Linked DNA regions of Mus musculus: region 1 is linked to region 2. The links are chromatin contacts, called in public HiChIP or PLAC-seq maps. All regions are on one chromosome and are shown on one strand. The core of a region is the stretch at or near the end of the contact, and the rest is flanking DNA. Distances in the headings are between cores, read along the strand shown. Region 1 holds the start of Msln (mesothelin). Region 2 holds the start of Pgap6 (post-glycosylphosphatidylinositol attachment to proteins 6).

Region 1 (4,104 bases), core at 1,536-4,035, 360 kb after region 2:
AGGCCCATCTGTAGCTCTGTACAGGATCCCCACCCACACATTCCCAGGGCATGAGACGCTCCACTCCCAGATGCCTGGGCCAGGACTCATTTGTTCTTGGGACACCCAGAGAGGCCGAACCATCTGTCCACACCTAATTCCTAGATGAAGAAACTGAGTCAGAGGAGATCAGCTTATTAGCATTTCCATGGATAGAGCCAGCCCCTGGGGATCTGGGGTGGGGGCAGAATGCCAGGACTCCACACTCAGGCAACCTGAGGTATAGGCAGAGATAAAAACCCAGCCATCTCCCACCTGGTCGGCTGCTTTCCCTCTTGCTGTACACAGACCATCGGCATTTGCCTGGAATGTAGACTGCTCCACACCCTATTGCCCCAGCACATCTCACCATGCTCTGCCTGGCTCCACTACAGCCTGTGGAGATCTGGACAAGTGGCCGCTCTCCATACTTTCTCTTCCTCCAGGACCTGAGTCTTGAGCCTACAATGGTGCTCCATTGAACTGACTGCACATTTGTCGCAACAGCCAAAGCTCTCCCCATCCAGGGTTTTCCCTAGGGTGCCAGGGTGAGGCATGCAGAGAGCACCAGAGTGAGAGTCAGGTGGCAGATAGGTCACATGGGGGTCACAGGGATACCAGCCAGTATGAACAAGTCTCCAGTGAATGACTCCTGGTCCACTTCCTATTAGGACAGCCTGGTGCTGGCTACCTGCGATTGGAAACTCCAGATCAGCTGGGGCTTCTCATAACAGTGTGCCAGGGACTTTCCTGGGGACCTTATTTCCTAGACACATCTCCAGTGTCCAGATTGTTAAGGGGCTCACATTGGTCTTATGGGGATCAGAGTGACAGGAGAGCCTATGCTAACTTAGAGGTCATACTCATATCCAAAGTGCATTGTGGGTAGGGTGAACAGTCATCTCCAGCAGTGCCTCTTGGCACCTCCAGCCCAGCTGGCCAAGGGTCAGGACAAGCACAGCCCAGGTTCTGAGAACTGTCAGAAGAGCCAGACACTCTCTGCCCATCATGGGCGTTCCACTCTGCCATGCCTAGGGGAGTGGCAAGGACTCACCTCCCTTCTGCCCCTCACTTCCTGTGTAACTCTAGCTGGCCTCAAGATATCTCCATGCTTAAGGCAGAACCAGGTGGCCCCTGTGTTAACAACCCACCCCTGTTTTTTGATCCCACCCACCCTCACCCACCCAAGCCTGACCTTTGCAAGGAATGTGGTCTGACTTCATTTCCTATCACTCAGGGCTAGCCCTCGACTGGGCTGGGGGGAGGCTTTGCATGTGGCTGTAGAGACAGCGCCAGGCAAAGAAGCAGAGAGAGGCTGTGATTTTTTTTTTAACTGTAACCCCTCACCTGCCAAGCTGGAGGGAACTGGAGGGAGAACGCCCACTTCCCCTCACAGTCCATGCTGAGGAGCCTTCTGGGGAATAAGGGACAATGTTGCCTGGCTATAAAGGAAAACCAGGGTCAGCTCTCTCCATGGCTAGGTCCTATCTTAGAGTCCTAGACAGGGCCAGCAAGGCCTGGCATAGATTGGTGCTCAGCAGGTGTGTGGGTGATAATTGAGCAGGGGGTGCTGACGCTGATCACAGGCGATAACTGAGCAGTGGATGCTGATGCTGACCATAGGCAATAAGGGGTGGGCAGTGGATGCTGATCGATGCTGATCATAGATGGTAAGGGGTGGGGTACATTTGAACGACTCTCCTGTGTTCCTCCAGTCCTGGGACCCCATACCACAATGCCATGGAACTGCTGTGGGTTTTTCTGTTTCACACTGAGATGCGTCCTTTGTCCGAGACAAGTGGGTACCAGAATCTTGAATTCTACATAACTATAGGACAGTGGCTCCCATCTGCATCTCTTAGGATGTGGTGTGAAAGATGCAGATCCCAGGGCCTGATGCTGCTTGTAGAGGCTCTTAAGGAACTCACACTAAGGCTGATAGACAGGTTTTGATTGACATAAGGCTGGCTGCAGGCTTCATAGTCTCCTGGGTTGAGGGGAGACATTAAGACATGTTTCTTGCCTGGGCTCACCTATCCTACACATCGTCTCCTGGTACACAGTTTGCTCTACCTGCTCAGGGGCTTCTTAGTGCAGGAGCCTCCTGGCCTGTGAGGTCTCCCCAGACAATCCCTACTGCTGGGTTGTTCAGGTAACTCACATACGGGGGCATGAGAAGTCCATATTCTGAGCAATGGGGGGGGCCAAGAGAGACCTGAGATAAAGTCAGCTAGAATACAGTTCCACACATGTTGAGGAGGGGAACAGCTCCGCACTCACCCTGTCCACAGAGCCCCTGAGCCCCACCCCAGAGGGGACACTGGATTGCCTGGTACCCATTTATTTACCTGCTATCCTGATCACACCAGAGCTTGAAAAACTCTCATAGAAGCCATGTCACCCAAAGGGACTGATCTATGGAAGAGACATCACCCCCCTCTACAGCGTGGTCAGCCTGATGGGGCCATGTGTTTGTGCAAGTCACAGATACCTCCAGTCCCATGCCTCAGGCCCAGGGGTGGTCCTGCGTAATTCCCAGCCTGAACCACTCAGTGCTCCTGGTACAAACGGCGAACCCGTAACAACCGGAGCAGGAGATAGCCCTGTCTCTTTGTCCTATACTTCCAGTTCTGCCCTGCCCTGTGAGGCTGGAGGGTGAACTCAGCTGTCCACTGCGCCTCACAGCAGAGGTGCCCCACTGACTCAGACCCAGTGCCCCTCCCTATAGGAGGGCTGGTTTTCCTAGGGGCGGGCCTGGCAAGCGGTCAGTGTGGAGAGTCTGCCTAGTAGACACTACTGCAGGTGCTCACAGAAGTTGGACAGCTGCTTTCCCAGGCCCAAAAGCCCCTTCGTTGTCTCCAAACAGTGGTGTGGGTTGAGGGGTGGGACAAGTGGGGACCTCAGAGTCATTGTTATCCACAGACCATGGCCTTGCCAACAGCTCGACCCCTGCTGGGGTCCTGTGGAAGTCCCATCTGCAGCCGAAGCTTCCTACTGCTTCTCCTTAGTCTTGGTGAGTATGGGTTGGGCTGATCCCCAGGAAGTGGTTAAGGAACCTTCATGAGTTGGGAGCTTGCTTTCTCCTTGGGTCATTGCTAGGTGACCTGCGTTCCAGGAGGGTTAGGACTGAGAACAGTGAAAGGCCTGGAAAGTGGGGACACTCCGAGCAGGAATGATCCCTAGGCCTACAGAGCATAGGCTATGACACAATGGGGTGAGAGGCCTTAGCTCTCTCTACACCCAGTGGGCTGTGCAGAGGGCTGGGACCAGAGAGCAGCCCAGTTTTGCCCCGGCCTCTCTTGTAGCTTTGTACCCTCTGGCTCACAGGGTGGATACCACGTCTGCAGACCCAGACTACAAAGACAAGCCAGGTGAGGTCCTCTGAGGGAAACAGAAGGATTTTCTATTCTAGTCTTGGGGGTACGGAGTGATGTTTTCGGTACTTTACACATGAATACATACCATCCCTTAGTGTCACTTTTCAAAGAGGGCTGTGGGCAGAGTTGCTGATCCCAGAGAGTGGCAGAACCCAGGATGTAGCTGGGCCCTGAAAGGAGCTGAGTTGGAGACAGTGGAGCCCTTGGGTGTTAAGTCCCTGGCCCCAGAGGTAGCCAGACTCAGACAGTATCTGGACCTTGCTCTCAGACAGTTGAGACCAAGCTCTAAGGTAAAGAAGCTCCTATCTGCTTGGGAAATGTCAGTCAGACCTTGTTCCCTTAGGAGGCCACACTCCTCCATGCTGTGAACGGTGCCGCTGACTTTGCCAGGTGGGTTCAGTACCTTTGGGGGCGATCAGGAGCCCTTGTGGGCTGAGTGAACAAGTGCCAGACATCCAGGTTCCCAAATTCTCTGTCTTGTCTGATCTCTACCCACTCCCTCCTGACCTGGCTGGCTCAGAGTTAGGGGAAGGACTGTGTCCCAGGGCCCAAGTACCTTGTCCCTCAGGTTGTCACTTGTCCCAAAGAGGGTCATGAGAAGCCCAGGGTTATGAAGGAAGGGCTCTGGGCAGGCAGGCAGGCAGGCAGGCAGGCAGGCACTTCCAGAGGGACAGTGTTGGATTCAGATCCCAGCCCTGTCCCCAGTCTC
Region 2 (3,814 bases), core at 537-3,036:
CCCCCATTGGCATAAGGTTGAGTAGAGAGTGGGAAAAGAAAGTCCTGAACTTTCCCTGAGAATTTAAGCAAAGGTACTCTGCCCCACACCTTCCAAACCCCAGCAACTGTCAGAGATACTACCCACACGTCAAAGCAGCCAGGGCCACAGAGCCACTTGTCCCCCACCCAGCCATCAACTCTCACTTGGGCTTAATCCCAGGGCTGGAGAAGGAGGAACAAATAGGATGTGGTATGGAGCAATCTATCAGAAGGTCTTTAGGGAACACTGCCTTTCATTTCAAACTATACCAACTCCTCGGAAACCAAAAACAACAACCCTCAAAGAAACAAGAGCTCCGGGCTGGAGAGATGGCTCAGCGGTTAAGATCACTGACTGCTCTTCCAAATGTCCTGAGTGCAAATCCCAGTAACCACATGGTGGCTCACAACCATCCCTAGTGAGATTTGACTCCCCCTTCTGGAGTGTCTGAAGACAGCTACAGTGTACTTACATATAATAAATAAATAAATCTTTAAAAAAAGAAACAAGGGGCTGGTGAGATGGCTCAGTGGGTAAGAGCACCCGACTGCTCTTCCGAAGGTCCGAAGTTCAAATCCCAGCAACCACATGGTGGCTCACAACCATCCGTAATGAGATCTGACTCCCTCTTCCGGAGTGTCTGAAGACAGCTACAGTGTAATTACATATAATAAAAATAAATAAATAAGTAAATAAATAAATAAATAAAAAAGAAAGAAACAAGAGCTCCAAGGGAGGAGGGGGTGGAAATGGGAGGTACAGTCAACATCCGGAAAGGTCCAAGGAACACCAGGTAGCACAAAGGTCTCCCGGGGAGTTTCCCGCCGGGCAAGAGAAGGGAAAGTACTCATCTTTCCTATTTCTAAATGTCTGCGGGTAGGCAGAACACAGAGGGTCAAAGATCTAACTGCCTCCTTAAACTGTAGTCCAGTGCGTTCCCACTTGCGGAGCAGAAATAACAAAAAGCAGTTAGGAAGCTCCCCTATAAGGGAGTACCCTTTCTTTACATCCATTCTGGTCAGCCAGCTTCTCTAGGGCCAGCTGGCAGCACAGTCGGTGAGAAGCAAAATCAGCAATCAAGAGTGACCTTCCTGGGATTGGATTAGGAACATAATGCTGGTTAGACCCCCCCTAGTCCAGGGTCTGCCCAACTTTCTCTAGCTCAACCCTTCTACCAGATACTGTCCCTTGCGTCACCACGGTTCAGCTATTCTTCGGAGATAGGTTCCTCTACCTCCCAGCTCTTGGGTGCCACAGTCGCGTCTCTAAAGCACAGGAGAGACGGACCGGTAGAATCCGCTCCAAGTGAGCGAACTCGGCGGGCCCGGAACGGAAAAGCGGGCATGGGGGTTTTTCTGGCCCGGATGCCCCGCAGGGGGCGCAACCCAAGATGAGAACCTCGTTTCAACGCCGCGCCAGGTGAACGCACAGGTGCCCCCCGTGAGTCACAATCCCCGCCTCCCGCCCGCCCCCGGCCCGCGCCGCGGATGGCGCTGTAGGCCCGCGGGCTCACCGCTCTCCTTGCTGTTGCTGGCGGCGGCAGGCGGAGGCCGAGCCAGGAGCAGCAGCAGCAGCAGCAGTGACCCGGTCGCTGCCTCCCGCGCTGTGCCCCCGGCCCCAACCCGGCCCATGGCTCGGCGCTCAGCCCGAGCTACCCCTCCCGCGTCCCGCGCCGCTCGCCCCCGCCTGGGCAGCCCCCGCCGCCTCTGCGGCCGCCGCCACTGCCTCTGCCCGGAGCTCCCATGGCTCCGATAGACCTGCCGCCAGCGCCCCGGGCACTTCCGCCTCCGAGGCCCCGCCCCGCAGGGAGCCGGCCTGCGGTCTAGGTTCCTGAGGATGCTGGACCGCGTCACCTTGGCCAGAGTGGAGGCGAACAGCAGGGGGCCGAAAAGGTCTCATTGGAAGGGGACACGGATTCACTGGGGATCACTCAGCTTGAGGGGGTGGGCGGCAAAGGATGAAGGGTCCTGTCGAACGCTTTGGGGTACCAGACGACAGATGTCACGTATACGTGACATATACGCCCGAAGGTGCACTCTGACCTTGCCTGGAAGAACCGAACCTCCAGCTGCTCTCAGGACCCCTCACACCATAACCATAAACTGCCGCAAAAGTATAAGAGACCAAATGGAAACGGGAAGGTGCACTTTGAGTAACCGAGTTTCATGTCAGTGTCAGATGAACTACTCTGGGTACCAAAGGGATATATTCCAAACATGTTAAAGATGTGGTTGCAAACTGAAAGCCCAAAAAGAGAAGTTGAGGCTTTTTTCAGAGGGGTTCGATGCAACAACAAAAGTAAAACAATGCACTAAAAACATGCGTACAAAAATAAGCCAAACATTTGTGGCCCGTGCCTTTAATTCCAGCACTGGGGAGGCAAAGGCAGGCAGACCTCTGAGTTCAAGGCCAGGGTAGTTTACAAATAAAGTCCAGGACAGCCAAAGCTATTACACAGAGAAACCCTGTCTTGAGAAAAAAAAATTATAAATAACACCAGGTCAGGTTGCAGCCTATCATGAAAAGCTGAGTACAGTGGATCTCAGCTGAAGTCCCAGTGCTGGCAAGGCTAGAACAAGAAAATCACCAAGAGTGAGGCCAGCCTGACCTACAGATACTAGTAAAGTGCTCCCCACATCAGTATTACCTGCCTTTTCAGGAAAGTGATAAGGGACCAGGGTGGTCATGGTGCACACCTTTAATCCCAGCACTTGGGAGGCAGAGACAGACCAACCTCTGAGTTCCAGGTACTCAGAGAAACCCTGTTTTGAAAAGCTGGGGGAAAAAAGTCAAAGTGCTACATGCTACAGGATTCCTAAAACATTATGCAAATTAGAACAACAGGACCACCTCCTGTGTTAGAGAATGTTAAAAAGTTGGAGCATATTTATCCTTTTGCCAAACAAAGATCAAAAAGCTCTTTGGGGAGATGGGGCCCAAATTAAGGAATGTCCCCAAGGAGCCTCCGAACTCTCCAAAAATAGCCCCAGCCTGTAGGAAAACTATTTCCTTTGTTATCCTGCCAGGGTTCACTGAAGTGTGGGGCTGCATCCACCCACTGTTCTAATGGTAGATGCATATATAAAGTGGTCACCCCTACTGAAAGTGACTGTGGTCACATGAGAAAGGGCTGGTGGGGCAGAGCACACCTGTATCTCAGCACAAGGAAGGAAGAAAGGCCCCACCCACCGGCAAGGCAAGTGGATATCTAAATTCAAGGCCGGCCTCGGGTACAAAGGGAGTTCCAGGACAGCCAGGGCTACACAAGAACTCCTTTCTCAACACCTCCCCTTTCTCCTCAAGAAAAAAAAGGAAAATATTGTGCTTTGTTTGGGAATGATGTACTGTGTTAGGAAAGTGGGGGGGGGGGGATGTTTTAATTGAGTGAGAGAAATTCACATCTTGTGTTGGAGAGAGTGATAGCCACAGGTTAAAAGCCCTTGCTCCTCTTCTAGAGGACGAAAGTTCAGTTCCCAGAATCCATGTTAAGTGGCTCATAACCACCTGTAACTCCAGCTAGGGGATCAGATAAGCTCCTCTGGTCTCCTAGGCCACTCCCATAGAAAAATAAAATTAATTTTCATGTCTATGTATCAAAGGTATGGAATATCTGCAAAAGAAGTTGGCATCTGGTCACCGTGCTGCGCCCTGGGGGAAGGGAGACAGGAGGCTAGGAATAGAAGACTGAACCATACCTGCTTTTATCGCTTAAATGTTTTACACAGTAGGGGGAAGGGAGAGGTAAGCTTGCTAGCAGCATTGAAGAAGGCATTGAAGACTGAAGGGTGTAGGT

What was found. HiChIP or PLAC-seq counts read pairs in DNA pulled down with a chosen protein or histone mark.
Region 1: a contact with region 2 is called in a FOXA1 HiChIP or PLAC-seq map of pancreatic cancer cells. The contact joins the promoter of Msln here to the promoter of Pgap6 in region 2. A contact is called at or near these places in 1 of 115 datasets of contacts at active chromatin or transcription factors (pancreatic cancer cells) and 1 of 9 other capture datasets (liver).

What each region holds. Positions count from the first base shown.
Region 1 is chr17:25,753,059-25,757,162 of GRCm38.p6, reverse strand. Msln (mesothelin) reads left to right here and starts at 2,785. Exons shown (of 17, transcript NM_001356286.1): 1 at 2,785-2,820; 2 at 2,941-3,031; 3 at 3,346-3,389; 4 at 3,739-3,785; 5 at 4,101-4,104. The coding sequence starts at 2,944.
Region 2 is chr17:26,111,288-26,115,101 of GRCm38.p6, reverse strand. It overlaps Pgap6 (post-glycosylphosphatidylinositol attachment to proteins 6), which reads right to left and starts at 1,786. Exons shown (of 13, transcript NM_021793.2): 1 at 1,535-1,786. The coding sequence starts at 1,652.